Regions from separate parts of the Mus musculus genome. Here region 1 is linked to region 2. Evidence: chromatin contacts called from public HiChIP or PLAC-seq data. All regions are on one chromosome and are shown on one strand. Each heading gives the region's core, a stretch centred on a gene start, on an enhancer-like site or on the middle of the called end of the contact. The rest is flanking DNA. Distances are from core to core; before and after follow the strand shown. Region 1 overlaps Ptpn1 (protein tyrosine phosphatase, non-receptor type 1). Region 2 has its middle 31 kb from the start of B4galt5.

Region 1 (6,751 bases), core at 4,248-6,747, 580 kb before region 2:
CAATTTAATCCGACTGTGGTCAACTGAAAGAAAAGCAGAGCTAGGTTAACCGTGAGAGCCAAGACCTATATTCTACAGGAAAGCAGAGAGAGGGACCCAGGGGCATGCACACTGCTGGGGCCTCACTGTTAGGATGACATCAGTCACCTGTGGGGTCAGCCCTGAACACAGAAATACCACATTCTATAGCACCAGCATCAGCCCCAGGCCACACCCTCCTGGGGCCAACTTTGGTGTCTTAGTAAGTTTGAGTCCAGCCTAGGGACACTGCAACTGTCTGCCCCCATCCAGGAGAGCTGGTGGATGTCTTGGGGCCCCAGGCAGTGGGGAAGAGGCAGAGTTTCATGCGGTCGGTCACAGTGCTGTCCTTAAGCTCCAGCCAGGGCTCCCAAGCAGAATCCACACGGGGGTTCCCTATGCTCCTTTGCTATCACAATCAGGCCCGATGCCCTCAGCCAAGGCCAGCTAAGATGAAAACAGCAGGTGCTGGGGTGAGGTCAGCCACCCTTCACTTGAGGACCTCAAGGACACTTCAAATGGCCTCCTAACACGGTCTCAGACCTCGACCTTCCTTTATCAAACGCATACCCGAGGGAGCACTTGGCTTCAGCTCCACACACTCCTATAAGTGGAGTGTGACTCCCATATCCTGTCAGCCAGAGCCACCAGCATGGCACAGGCTGTGTTCTAATCCTAGCGCCATTTTAGAGCCTAGGAACCAGATCGGCAGCCATGCAGATCTAAGTAGCCACAACCCTGTTGAGGAGTAACGTCCACAGACCTTGAGGGGAGTCAATACACCTGGGAACTAACGATAGACCCAGGTCCTGAGGCCCAGTTCTGGCTTTTCTTGCTTTCCACGCTTTCTACACGTCCACTTACTCACTCTGAATGTGTTTCTAGACTATAAGCCAGTTAGAAGGCATAGGCTTATTAGACCAGTGGGCACTGCCAGTCCTAAGCACTGAAAGCCAAGGGCAGGCTGGCTCTACACATCTGGCGGAATGGCGTGAGTACCTGTGAATACCATTGCTGCCGAGTCATGCAGAAGAGGCTGTCCACTAAGCCCATGTCAGGCCACTTCGAGGGAGGAAAGTGACTCACCACAACACAGAGCTAAAAGGAAGGACCCTGAGCCACCACCGTTTCCAGAAACTGGAGCTTTAGTGCCTTCTGCAACAGTGAAAGTGAGCTATGACAGTGTCTCCTGTGCTTATGATGGAGACCATGAGGTCAGGACTCTACCCAGCCCTGGACAACGACAGGCTGCCGCTGGGAAGTGTAAGTGGGGCAGTTGGAACAGTGGGTACTTACAAGGGCTGACATCTCGGTACCTGTTCCGGTTTTTGTTCTTAGGAAGCTTCGCGACTTTGCATGGGAAGTCGCTGGCTTCATGTCGAATGTCCTACAAAGAAGAATAAAGAGTTCTCTTTTGGAATCTATGGCAGGAACGTATTCAGATCTTCAGTGGAGCACCAGAGATGATGGCAAGTACCGAAGGCAGAGAAGTGTGGGGAGGACAAGGTGGTATGCACAGGTACATACAAGGACTACTTGGGAAGGCCCACTAGTGGAAGCAGGGGTTTGTGTCAGGCTTATGTGAATGAGTGAGTGGGTGGCAGGGAAGAACAGCAGATGGCTGTGGGAGCGGGTAGACAGGCCAGATCTTGAAGTGCTGGAATGTCAGACCTGAGAGTTGGAACAGCCATGGAAAGGAACATGTCAATAAACACTCCACCACCCAAGTGCCGTCCTGCAGGCAAACACCCATCCCTGCGTGAACAGAAGCACCACATAGGCTCACCCTGTTCTTGCTGGGCTGTCACCAGTCTCAGGATGCTGTCTGGGAGCAATCTGCTCTTTTTTTCTTACATTCTTTTTAAATTTTAAAAAATTAATCATTCCACTTGTTTAAATCTCAAATGATATCCCACTTCCTGGTTACCCCTCAAGCCCCCATCCCACAACCTCCCTCAGCAATCTGCTCCTTCATTAGCTACGACAAGCACAAGCACACTGTGAATAGACTGCCACCATGAAACTGTATGTCTACAAGTGGTTTAAACTCTTGACTCTGGGGTTGGAGTAAAAAAGGGGACAGAAAAGGGGGCCATGGCGACAACAGTCTATCTAGAAATCAGACCCCAGAGACATGCAGAGTGTGGGCAGCTGTCACCTCGGAAGAAAGCGTGAGACTGACAGTGGGGCAGGGGCTGAGCCTCCTCTGAGCAGAGCAGCCATCCCCTCCTAGAGCCGTCCCTCTGGGCTGCTGGGCCTGCTCTTACTTGTGCTGAAATCACAGGGTGACTTTGATTTTCTACAAGAGTTGGCCAGGCCTCTAGACTAGCTAGAGTATAGCACGTGCAAGGTGGACGGCCCATCCATGCCGGAATAAGCTGTAGAGCCCAAGCTCAGGCCCTGCCTTCCTTCATCTCAGAAGCTCACACAGAGTGTGCTGTAGCACCACTTCCATTCTAGGCGGAAGTCTTCAGATGATCTGACCAGACAGCAGGAAGCACCAAAGGCCAGGACCAGGGCGTGCCCATTTGCTCAGTGCTCCATCTGCCTGAGGGCCTCTACTCTCCAGACACAGATGCCACTGATGGCAGATATACACAGAAAGTGTCTAACAGGGAAAAGAAGCCCTCGGTGGACAAACTGTGGAGTTCAGAAAAACTGAGAATAAATACTACTAATACACTCACATCTCAAGATCTCATATTTATTAGCAAGTAAGAACAGGATGCTATGACAAACTAAACAAAAATGTCTTTTGTAATGTAAAACAAAATAGCAAAAATGACAAGCTCAGGTGAAAAGATAAAGAACTCCTTACATACACACACACACACACACACACACACACACACACACACACACACACACACCAGCCACCCCAAAGGAAAGCCAAAAACAAAAAACAAAACAAAACAAAAAGCTGGGCAGTAGTGGCGCACACCTTTAATCCCAGCACTTGGGAGGCAGAGGCAGGTGGATTTCTGAGTTCCAGGCCAGCCTGGTCTACAGAGTGAGTTCCAGGACAGCCAGGGCTGCACAGAGAAACCTGACTCAAAAAAAAAAAAAAAAAAAAATCAGCTAAAGTAAAATATAGTAAACTACAGGTACTGAGACAATAGAAAGTCCCACCAAGTGCCCATGAGAAGCAGAGAAACAACCCCTTCTCTGGACTGTGTAGCCCCAGAGCCTGAGAGGCAGTTCACGGTGGAAGGGCAGCACAGCCTGACTGTACGCTTCCTTCTGCCGACATGAGAAAGACAGCAGCGTCAAGCCGCCTTCCAGCATACTCCCCAAGACATGAGAATCTGACCTGAAGCTAGCCAACAGGGGATTCCAATTGAGATGGGAGAAGGAGGGCGTCAGAATCTGCATGAGAACGAGGTATGCATGGCAGGCCTTCAGAGCCTCCAGCTGCATGACTCCACAAAAACCTGAACTGAGAAAGTGAACTGATCACAAAGCTAGCATTAAAGCCATGGTGAGAGGACACAAACGGTCCGAGTGCCAGTCATGGTGGCCATGGACATCTGTGATGCCAGTACTCAGAGGCTGAGGTCAGCCTGAGCTATACAGCTAGATCCCACCTCAAAGAATCAAAATGATCCCTGGCACCAGGCTGCATAGCTTTCATCTCAGCAGTCAGGAGCAGAGGCAGGTGAATTGCTGTGAGTTTGAGGACAGCCTGGTCTACATAATGAGACCTTGTCTCAAAACAGAACAAATGAACAAGAAATAAGCAGAATGATATTTTTGCATTTAGGGAAGCTGATTCAAGTGTCTCTCACATGCAATTAGTCAGAAATACCAACGTGGATGACAAAGCAGCTGACCTGCCTTGACTGAGATCTCTATTTCTTTTGGAAGTAAACAGGGATAACATCCAGTCCAGCCACACAGAAATGCCTCCAGATTTTCACAGAATACTTTGCTAAGTCAAACAGCAGCACTGGCTTTAACACATCTGCTTTAGTTCCATGCAGTGAATGACTTCTTCTTGCTCCATGGAAGAATGCATTATTTGTTTAAAACTGTCTGCCACAGGGCAGAGCAGGATGGCTTCCTGAAAGCAGTCAGGTGTCCATTAAGAGAGAGGCCCTCATTTCTAATCTCAGACCCAGGCCAGGGCAGGCCCTCAACATAACCTGCGACTGACCGAAAGGCTGATGCTAATACCGTAAGTATACAGCTTTTGACTCTATCCCAGCATGCTTCCCGGCACAGGGTGGAAGTGCCCCAGAGGGAACATGCATCCGAGAACACCCATCAAGCCCATCCTAACTGCTGCAGAACGCACACTCCTGGGGCCTGGTTTGGCTTCTGCAATTGTCGCACACAACCTCCTGACAAGATAATACCAAACTGGTTACTAAAACAGATCCTGAAGCAGAGAATGGAGAACAGCTACCGCACTGACTGTTATTTCCAATATCCAGCCCCCACCCAGGCTCATGCAAGCAACACTGGGAATTCAGGGACCACAAAAAACAAAAGCAAAACAATCCCCACAACATGGAAACAGGAGGGTGTCTTACTGGGAGGAGGAGGGGCTTCCAGGCAGCACTGAGAGGTCAAAGTGACCAACATATGTAATACATCCGTGTGAAGTTGTTGATAAATGAAAAACAAAAACCCCACATGTAAGTAGAATTCGGGGACTAGCAAGTTCCTCTCACTGGCCAGTCTCGACTCCTCTCTAAATGGCATCTGAGTTGAGGGGCTGGCGTGTTACTTGATAGTGTGGGAAAATACTGATTCTCAGATAGTCAGCTGAGAGACTGAAGGAAGGAAGGGCAGATAGACCGGGCAGTGGGGGCTGAGAGGCAAGCACTTCCTGGAACCCAGGCGCAGCCATGGCTGAGAGCACACACGCTTGTCTCTGGCTCACCTAAGATGCTGTGTGTAAGCACCTCAGAGTGGTGAGTGCACAGCAGATTTTATTAACCGGGTCTAACTACAAAGGAGAAAGAAAAATTTTGTGGAGCAAAGAACAATCAGAATAGATAGATCACCAGAGGCTGTCTTTGAATGGAAAACAATACTTCATTCTTTGTATCTTGCTTTGTTTTGTTTGAGACAGGTACTTACATATTACATAGCCTAGGCTAGCCTCCAACTCCCTATGAAGCTGAGGATGACCTTGAACTAATAATCCCAGCAGACAAGCGCTGGGAGTCTGCACAAGCACACCTGGTTTACTGAATAACTACAGGGGCAAAATACCCAGGCTGCAGCTGCAGTCACAGAGAGGAACAGAGGTGTGGGTGTGGGCGGTGGTGATATGGCTTCAGAGAAGCAGCAGTTTCGGAGAGGCTCCCAGAGTGGACTCCAGGGCTTCAGCACTGTGCTGCTAACAGTCCTCCTGCTTGTACAGCTGCTCAAAACACCTAACCCTTAAAAATACCAAAGTGACCTCTGTCACTGCTGATGACCTCAAGCCATTTACAAGAACAAGCCACTTACATAATTATGTTAACAATGACTTTTGGTCCCTAAGGACTGATGTGGTTTTAGCACTGAGAATAACAGCTTTGAGAGGCTGAACTGGCTGGGGGTGGGAGCGTGGATATGAATGAATGGCTTCACACTGGTGAAGTGACCCTGGCCCACACTGCATTTAGAAGCAGCATTCTGAGTTCAGTGTGGCAGGCCAGAGCGTCGGGCTGCCGCTCACCTTACACAGATTACACGGGTAACTAGGATGACACACTCGCAGTTAGACTTGCAAGTGTCCCTGGCTTTGACCCTAATTTTTACAGCCCTTGATAAAGACATCACTTACATTTTCTGTTAAATGTCATGAATTCCACCTTGGGCAGAAATCAATAGGGAGAAAATGAATCAGACTTACAGTAATTGATGTCAATCAAACATATTGGAACCAGTGTCTACTAAAATGCTGAGAACCACAAAACTGTTCCCGTAAGAGAACTGGCTAAAAAAATCGACTTTCACTTCTGTTTTGTTTACCTTCTGCTTTCTATCAGGCCAGTAAGAACTTCACCCGGCTCTTGGCTGCCTGCCGGGGGACAGTGGGACAGTTGACTAACAAGGAATTGGCAGGCATCTGCAAGAGCAATATCTACAATTTTCCTGGCAGGAACCAGTCTGCCCACTGTGTTTCCTCCTTCCAAGGTCCCAAGGGAGAGGCCACATGAAACACCAGTGACATCCCTGATCTGAAGTGACAGTGCTCTCCTTCCGCAATGGATGGATGCTCCCTGCATACTTAGCAGTGTGAACGAGCAGAAAACAGCTCACTAAAACACAACAATGTTGGTCAAGATTTTCCCAAGTCCCTGGAAAGCTGTGTGAGGCTCTGCTAACCAGAACCAAGAAAAAGGCATATGAGATACTCACTGGCCACCTTCTTCTAGAGGCCACATGCTTTCCTACCTGATGTGAGAGACCAAGGATGAAGGAGGCACAGAGATGAAGGCATGATAGCACTGGAAGGAATGGATTTGTGAAACCACAAAAATGAAGTCACAGGCTGGAGAGATGGCTCAGGGGTTAAGAGCACTGACTGCTACTCCAGAGGTCCTGAGTTCAATTCCCATCAACCACATGGTGGCTCACAGCCATCTGTAATGGGATCTGTTATCCTCTTCTGGTGTGTCTGAAGACAGCTACAGTGTACTCATATAAATAAAACAAGTAAGTCTTTAAAATAAAGTCCCAAGCTGGGACCGAGAGGCTATTCTATTCCAAGCAAGCAGGCAGGCATGAGGCTCCA
Region 2 (6,740 bases), core at 1,918-4,417:
CCAGAACGGGTCCCTTATCTGATGCCTTTTCCTCCCCAGGGACCTTGGGGAATGACTCATGGGGCTTTTGCTGAACAGCAGGTCAGATATGACCAGAAGGTTCGCTCCTGCTACCAAAGTCGACGTGCTCTGGAGACGTTAGTAGACAGCGGCTGCCCACTGGTTCCTGCTGGCTGGTGGCCTGTGGTTGCCATGACCTAATGTATGATATCATTTCTTTTGCTAAATTTGTATGGAGTTAGCTGGTCTTCTAGTTCCTTCGGGTGCTAGGCGACTTTATATTTTAGACAGGGTCTTACTGTGTAGCTCTGGCTGACAGGAACTCGCTGTGTATTGCAGGCTGGCCTTGAACTTTCAGCCTTCTGAGTGCTAGCATTAAAGCATCTTCATTTTCTTCTCCCTCCTGCCTTCTTTCATCCCCCCCCCCACCCCCGCTAACATGGTCGTTTCCCCCTCCTGCCGTCTTTCATTCCCCGCCCCCCTTGCTAACATGATCGTTTCCATCTATAAACATCTTGGGGGAGATGACAGTGAGTTTAGGATGTTGGCTAGAACACAGAGGTCCACCGGCCTGTAGCTAGAGAAGAGGCTGTGCTGAGATGAAGAAGAGATAGCAGCTCTTGGTGGCTCTTGTCGTAGACTACGTACCCAGAATTCAACTTCCCTTCTGAGGTGAGGGCTAAGAGCCATCTGTTTTCTTCTGTCCCCGGGCCTGTCTCCCCTACTTGCTCATGAAGCTGTGGGTTTTTCAGTCTCTGAATTGGGGAGTGATTCTGCCTCACCTTTAGCTTCTTCTGTTGTTTTGGAAACTCCTAGCAGCCAGGAGAGGGAGGACGGTGTGAAGTGATCCCTAGACAGACACACGGCCTTCTACTTTCTCAGCTCCCGGGTCTTTGGGAAGAATGAGAAGTCCTCCTTCCCCAGGTTTGAGGAGAGGGAGGCTGTGCTCTGGAAGGAGAGAGCAGCCCTTTATTTTGCTCCCCCTCCCCTACTCTTAGGTAGAATTCACAGCCATCCTTGCTGCCACTTTAAACTTAAATGTTAATGGACAGGGGGTTGGAAGGGCATGCTTCAAAAGTTAGAGTCTCAGCACCAGCCTGATGGCTCACACAGCCATAAGCTTTGGGGACAGGACTTAGGCCTATCTATCTATCTATCTATCTATCTATCTATCTATCTATCTATCTTTGCTCCTGCGTGCATGTGGCATGTGCATGCATATGTGCACGTGGCGTGTGTGTACATCTGTGTGGGTGCATGCTTGTTTGTGTAAGTGCATCTGACCACTTCTGAGCACGGCCAGAGGAGGAAATGGGGTGTCCTGCACTGTCACTCTTTCGAAACAGTCTCTCACTGAACCTGGGCCTAGGCTGGCAGCCACTAAGTCCCCAGAATCCCCCTGTCTCTGCTCTGCCCAGAACTGAGGTCATGGCCATTGCCAGCTTTTGAATTGTGTGCTGGGAATTTGAACTCAGGTATACGCGCTTGCACAGCCAGGGTCTTCCCCACTGAGCTGGCTCCCTAGCTTCCACTCCCTCCCCTTCTCCCTTTCTGTCTCTTTTCTTTCCGTAGAGATAAGGTCTTGTTACGTAGCCCAGGCTAGCCTGAATGCTAGCTCTCCCTGTGCCTTCCTCCTAAGTGCCAGATGACAGGTATGCTTCACAACACAGGCTATGGGCATTTGTTTTATAAATCTGCTTCCCCAGAGTTGAAAACTCAGATAAAGTAGATGAGGTAGAAGCTATCTTTGGGCAACAGAGTGCAAATGCGCTACCCTGCCCAATTTAGGAGGTATTATTGTTTTTAAGGAAAAATAATGTCCCTTACATCTAAAACAAGACACATCTTTTACGGGGCCAGGTATGCACTGGCTTATACAAGGAAGTGTGGGTGCCTCTGGAAAGCCCGTGCATACATGGCATTTTAACCAGGGACTCAGATTAGCCAAGCCTTCTGTCCGTCAACACCAAGCTTCAGAACTAAGCAGCACGATGGAGGCCCCAGGTCAGCGTTCATGGTTGACAGAAGTTCCACATTTTCAAGTGGGAGGATACGGAAACATGTGACAGGACATTGGTGGCTCACTGCTGACGTCCATCTGTGTGTGTGGCAGCTCCCCAAGGGGTCCACTAGCCACCCTCTGAAAATCTTACTTCCAGTCTACCCTAAGTGGCATCAAAACTGACTTGGGGATGTGTGTTCGCACATGTGAGTGTGTGTGCACATGTGTGCATATGTGTGTGTCCCCATGTGTGCATGTGAGTCCATGGGCTGAGTGTGTGTGTGTGTATGTATGTATCTGCTCTCCATCAAAGTTGCTCTCACCCACATCCATCACATACATGTTGCTGCACTGGGATGTAAACCTTGACTTCTGACTTGTCCCTTTTTCTCATAGCTTGAGACAGGTTTATTGCAATCCCTCAAAAAAATTTTTTTTTCTATGTCCTCAGTGGTTGAGGCCTCCGTTTTGTTTTGTTTTGTTTTGTTTTGTTTTGAGACAGAGTTTCTCTGTGTGGCCCTGACTATCCTGGAACTCACTCTGCAAACCATGCTGGCCTCAAACACAGAGATCTGTCTGCCTCTGCCTCTCAACTGCTGGGATTAATGGCATGCGCCACCACCTCTCAACTGGGCATGTAGTGATGCTAACCCAAAGCACACTGGAAGTGTACCTACGGTGACCATGGTGGTGTGCCCAGAGAGCATGCTGGCTTTCCAGTGGGGCAGCCCTTCTAGCTGTGCTCTCTGAAGGCTGGGGAGAAGCTGTTGTCTGCGTTAAACATTAACAATTCATTGAGATTCTGCCACTGTGGGCTTTGTAAGTGACAGAGTATCTGTGGGGACATCCTGTTTCACCTTGGCAGGCACTTCTGGGAGGGAAGGACTGCAGGAGGGAAATTCAGGAGCATGCTACAATCATTTCTGCCCTTATAAAGGGTCATGGCCATTTTCTTCTTTGGCAGACTGTTCAACTTCCCACGGGAGAGAGTTTGTTCCCTCGCCTTACGCTCCAGTGAGCATGCCCCAGCTGCTGAAAGCTCAAGACTCCTGTCTTTCTGTTTCCTGTCTCCTCAAGCTACCTCAGAGATCTTACAGTAACTGTGGGAGCTGCTTGAAGCCTTACCTGATGCCAGCATTTTTGACTCATGGGTCACGGTGGGCTGGCCCATGTCCTCATACTGACCTGAGCTAAGAGAAACCAAAGGGCTGGGAGCTGGGCTGAGCTCAGTTACAGAGACCTTGCCCAGCAGGAGGGAAAGCCCTGGGCTCCACCTTAAGCACAAAGAAGAACAGAGCTGTTTTGATGCCTACTAAGGCACAATCCAGAGTAGAAGTGCTTGCCTGCCTGTAATCTCAGCTCTTAGGAGGTAGAGGCAGGAAGATCAAGTGTGTTAGAGGTCAGTCTAGTCTACAAAACACACTCCAGGACAGCCTGGGTTATAGAGAGAATCCATGTCCTAAACAAACAAACAAACAAACAAACAAGCCAGTCAGCAAGCAAACAGACAAAAGGTTCAAGGCTATCTTTGTCTATCTACAGAATTCCTAGCTAGCCTAGGCTATAGGGCACCTTGTATCAACAAACTGTTAGGCACATCGATGAATCCCTGTCATTCCAGCAGTGTCAAAGCCTGAGGTGGGAGGGTTGGAAATTCGAGGCTAGCCTGGGATACATCTTGAGAAGTTGTCAGATAATTAATTAATTAATCAATCAATCAAGCTTCAAATTTGCTTTGTGGCAGAGGATTTTTTTTTAAAGGTTTATTTATTATATGTAAGTATACTGTAACTGTTTTCAGACACACATATTTCATTACGGATGGTTGTGAGCCACCATGTGGTTGCTGGGATTTGAACTCAGGACCTTTGGAAAAGCAATCAGTGCTCTTAACCGCTGAGCCATCTCTCCAGCCTGCAGAGGATCATCTTGAACTCCTGATCCTCCTGCCTCTATATCCCCAGTGCTAAGATTACAGTCCTGCATGGTCTCTTAGGTGCTAGGACTCAAACCTAGGGCTATACTCGAGCGACTGGGCTGTACCGCCAGCCTTGCTAATTTTTGTTGTTGTTTTGCTTGTGTTTTCTCACAGGGCTCACCCAGTCTAAGAACCAAACCAAGGAAGCCCCTTGGGCAGAATGGCATGGGGGAGCAGAGGACCAGGGCAGGAGAGACTCTTGCTGAAAGAGTGTTGTATTGGGGATCCTTGGAAAATTTAAACCTTGGCATCAGTTAACTCTGTGTCAATGGGGGTGGGGTGGGGGGGGTGGGGGGGTGCGGGGGGGGGGCTTCCTCTCAAGAATCACAACCACCGGCTTTACATAACAAAGGACAAGACTATCTTTGGGGCCCTTCAGCTGCCAGCCACACAATTCTGTGATGGCCTTTGAAGAGGACAGAAGCAGAATCATTTGAACTTGACATTCAAAGGGACTTCAAGGAGGGACAGCTTGTGCTCGGTAAGCTGAGGAAACCTTTGAAATTCAGGACTGGGGAACTGAAGGACCGGAAGGATGCCCAAGGGTCACCTCTGACCCGTTAGCCATTAAAGTTAGCAGCTCTCTTTGCTTTCTGAGGGAGGGCTTCTTGGAGCCTCTCTCTGCAGTGGCCAGGCTTGCCCATGAAAAGGCTTATCTCACGAACTTCAAAGAAATGTAAAAGCTCAGTTGTGGGCTGGCTTTGAAGTTCTATTTACCTTGGTTTGGTGGACCTTGAAGACTGACCTCAAGTTAGCAAACCCCAAACACAGTAAAAATATCCAGGAATGGGGGTGGGGCTGGGAAACTACTTGCAACCCAGAGCTCAGGAGCCAGGTGAAAAGCTGTACATGTACACACCACACACACCACACACACACCGCTAGGGCCTGGGAGTGTGGCTCTGTCACTAGAGCACTTGCCTAGAATCCATGAAGGCCTGAGTCTGATCTATCTCATCACATACCTGGCCATGGTGGCGCACACCTGTAATCCTGACACTTGAGACCTGGAGCCAGTGGGGGAGGAGGTCAAGGTCATTTTCAGCTATGCTGGGAGTTTGAGGCAACCTGGGCTACACAGGACCCTGTGTAAAATAAGTGTGCTTGAGCAAAATAAAATCTGCTGCCGGACACAGCGGTGAGCTCCTTTTGTCCCAGCCCTTTGGAGGCAGGGGCAGGTGAAACCCTGGGGGTCCAAGACCATCCTGGGTTACATAGTTTGTTCGAGAACGGCGAAGATTATGTAGTGAAGCTCTGCTTCCAGAAGGACTGGGTGTGGCAGTGTGTGCATGTAATCTCAGCACTTGGAAGTCTGAGGCAGAAGGGTAGCTATGAGTTTGAAGTCAGCCCTGGGGTTACAAAGTGAAATCCTGTCTTTAACAACATCAACAAATGTGTGTGTGTATGTGTGTATGTGTGTATCTTTGTATATGTCTTTGTGTGTTTGTGTCTGTGTCCTTGTGTGTGTGTCTTTGTGTGGCTATTATGTCTGTACGTCCACAGCATAAGGAAATCCACTCCCCGGCCCCCTCTCGCCGGGTCCTCGGAAGCACCCAGCACTCTCCTTCCCTTTCCTTTTCGGTACAGACTTTTCTTGGATGATTTGGGCTCCTCCTGCCCTCAGGACTTGTCTGGATGTAGGTTCCCTTGGGAACACGAGAACGCCACAGCTCCTCCTCTTGTCATCCTTAGCGTGGGCTTTTTTGTTCTGGTTTAAGTCAGGGTCATGAGGATAGTCTCAAACATATCAAGGAGCCAAGAATGACCTCGAACTCCTGAACCTCGTCTCTTGTCTCTACCTCCCTAGTGCTTGGGTTGCAGATGTGTGAACCACCTGGCCACAGCTGGACCTGCAGACAGTACCCACAGAGGTGAAGAGTGACTGAAAGAAAAAAAGTGTCCAGATGGCTTGGATAGCTGGGGGCCCAGGGAAGGAGAAACGGGTTTGGGGCCGTGAGGAAGCAGCAGTTTGGTTCGGACTGTGTTAAATGTGAACTTCCTGTTACATGGGTGTAAGTGACACTTGGGCTTATAAGTCAGCTCATGTCTCCCCAGGCCCCTCCCTGCCCTTTAATTTGGGACAGAGGCTCCCTATATAGATCCAGCTGGATTGAAACTCTAAATAGACCAGGCTGGCCTTGAACTTTCATTTATACCTTGAACTCTCCTTCTCAATGGTTGACATGACAGCTTTTCTTTCCTTCTTCACACGTATTTATTTATATATTTGTGTGGGGGTTGGGAGGCAGCCTGCATGTCCTGTGTCTGGGTAGAGGTCAGAGGATAACTTGTAGGAGTTGTTATTCTCTTTCAACTACGTGGGTTTCACAGCAACCTCCTCTCCCTGACGAGCCCTCTCATATGGCCTCAGGAATTGCAGAATTTACATTTGTAGTTTTGTTGTTGTTGTTGTTTGCTTGTTTGTTTTTGTTTTTGAGGCAGGCTTTCTCTGCGTAACACTGACTGTCCTGAAACTTTTGTATAGACAAGCTGGCCTCAAATTCACAGAGATCTGCTCTGCCTCCGCCTCCAGAGTATAGGATCCAAGTCATGGGTCACCACCCCTGCTTTTGCTTTTGTATTTTTGAAGCAGTCTCAAGGAGAGCAGGCTGGCCTGGGACTCACTTTGTAGCTGAGGCTGGCCACAGGGATCCTCTGGTATCTGTCTTCTGAGTGCCAGGATGGCAGAGGTGGGGCCCTGCTTCCACATTCTTTCTCTTTGCCAAGTCAGGGTGTTTAGACTTTAAATCAGAACTAACT

Evidence for each region. HiChIP or PLAC-seq counts read pairs in DNA pulled down with a chosen protein or histone mark.
Region 1: a FOXA1 HiChIP or PLAC-seq map of pancreatic cancer cells shows a contact between it and region 2. The contact joins two enhancer-like sites.

The regions. Positions count from the first base shown.
Region 1 is chr2:167,958,282-167,965,032 of GRCm38.p6, reverse strand. It overlaps Ptpn1 (protein tyrosine phosphatase, non-receptor type 1), which reads right to left. Exons shown (of 9, transcript NM_011201.3): 2 at 1,315-1,405; 3 at 1-23. Among named protein-coding and RNA genes, the nearest start is that of Ptpn1, 29 kb to the right of the region's middle. Within about 2 kb of position 5,497, at least 174 of the 459 cell types and tissues checked have an H3K27ac peak or open chromatin away from gene starts, as enhancers often do. A contact at or near this core is called in pancreatic cancer cells, where this site is marked.
Region 2 is chr2:167,377,133-167,383,872 of GRCm38.p6, reverse strand. No RefSeq gene overlaps it. Among named protein-coding and RNA genes, the nearest start is that of B4galt5, 31 kb to the right of the region's middle. Within about 2 kb of position 3,167, at least 86 of the 459 cell types and tissues checked have an H3K27ac peak or open chromatin away from gene starts, as enhancers often do. A contact at or near this core is called in pancreatic cancer cells, where this site is marked.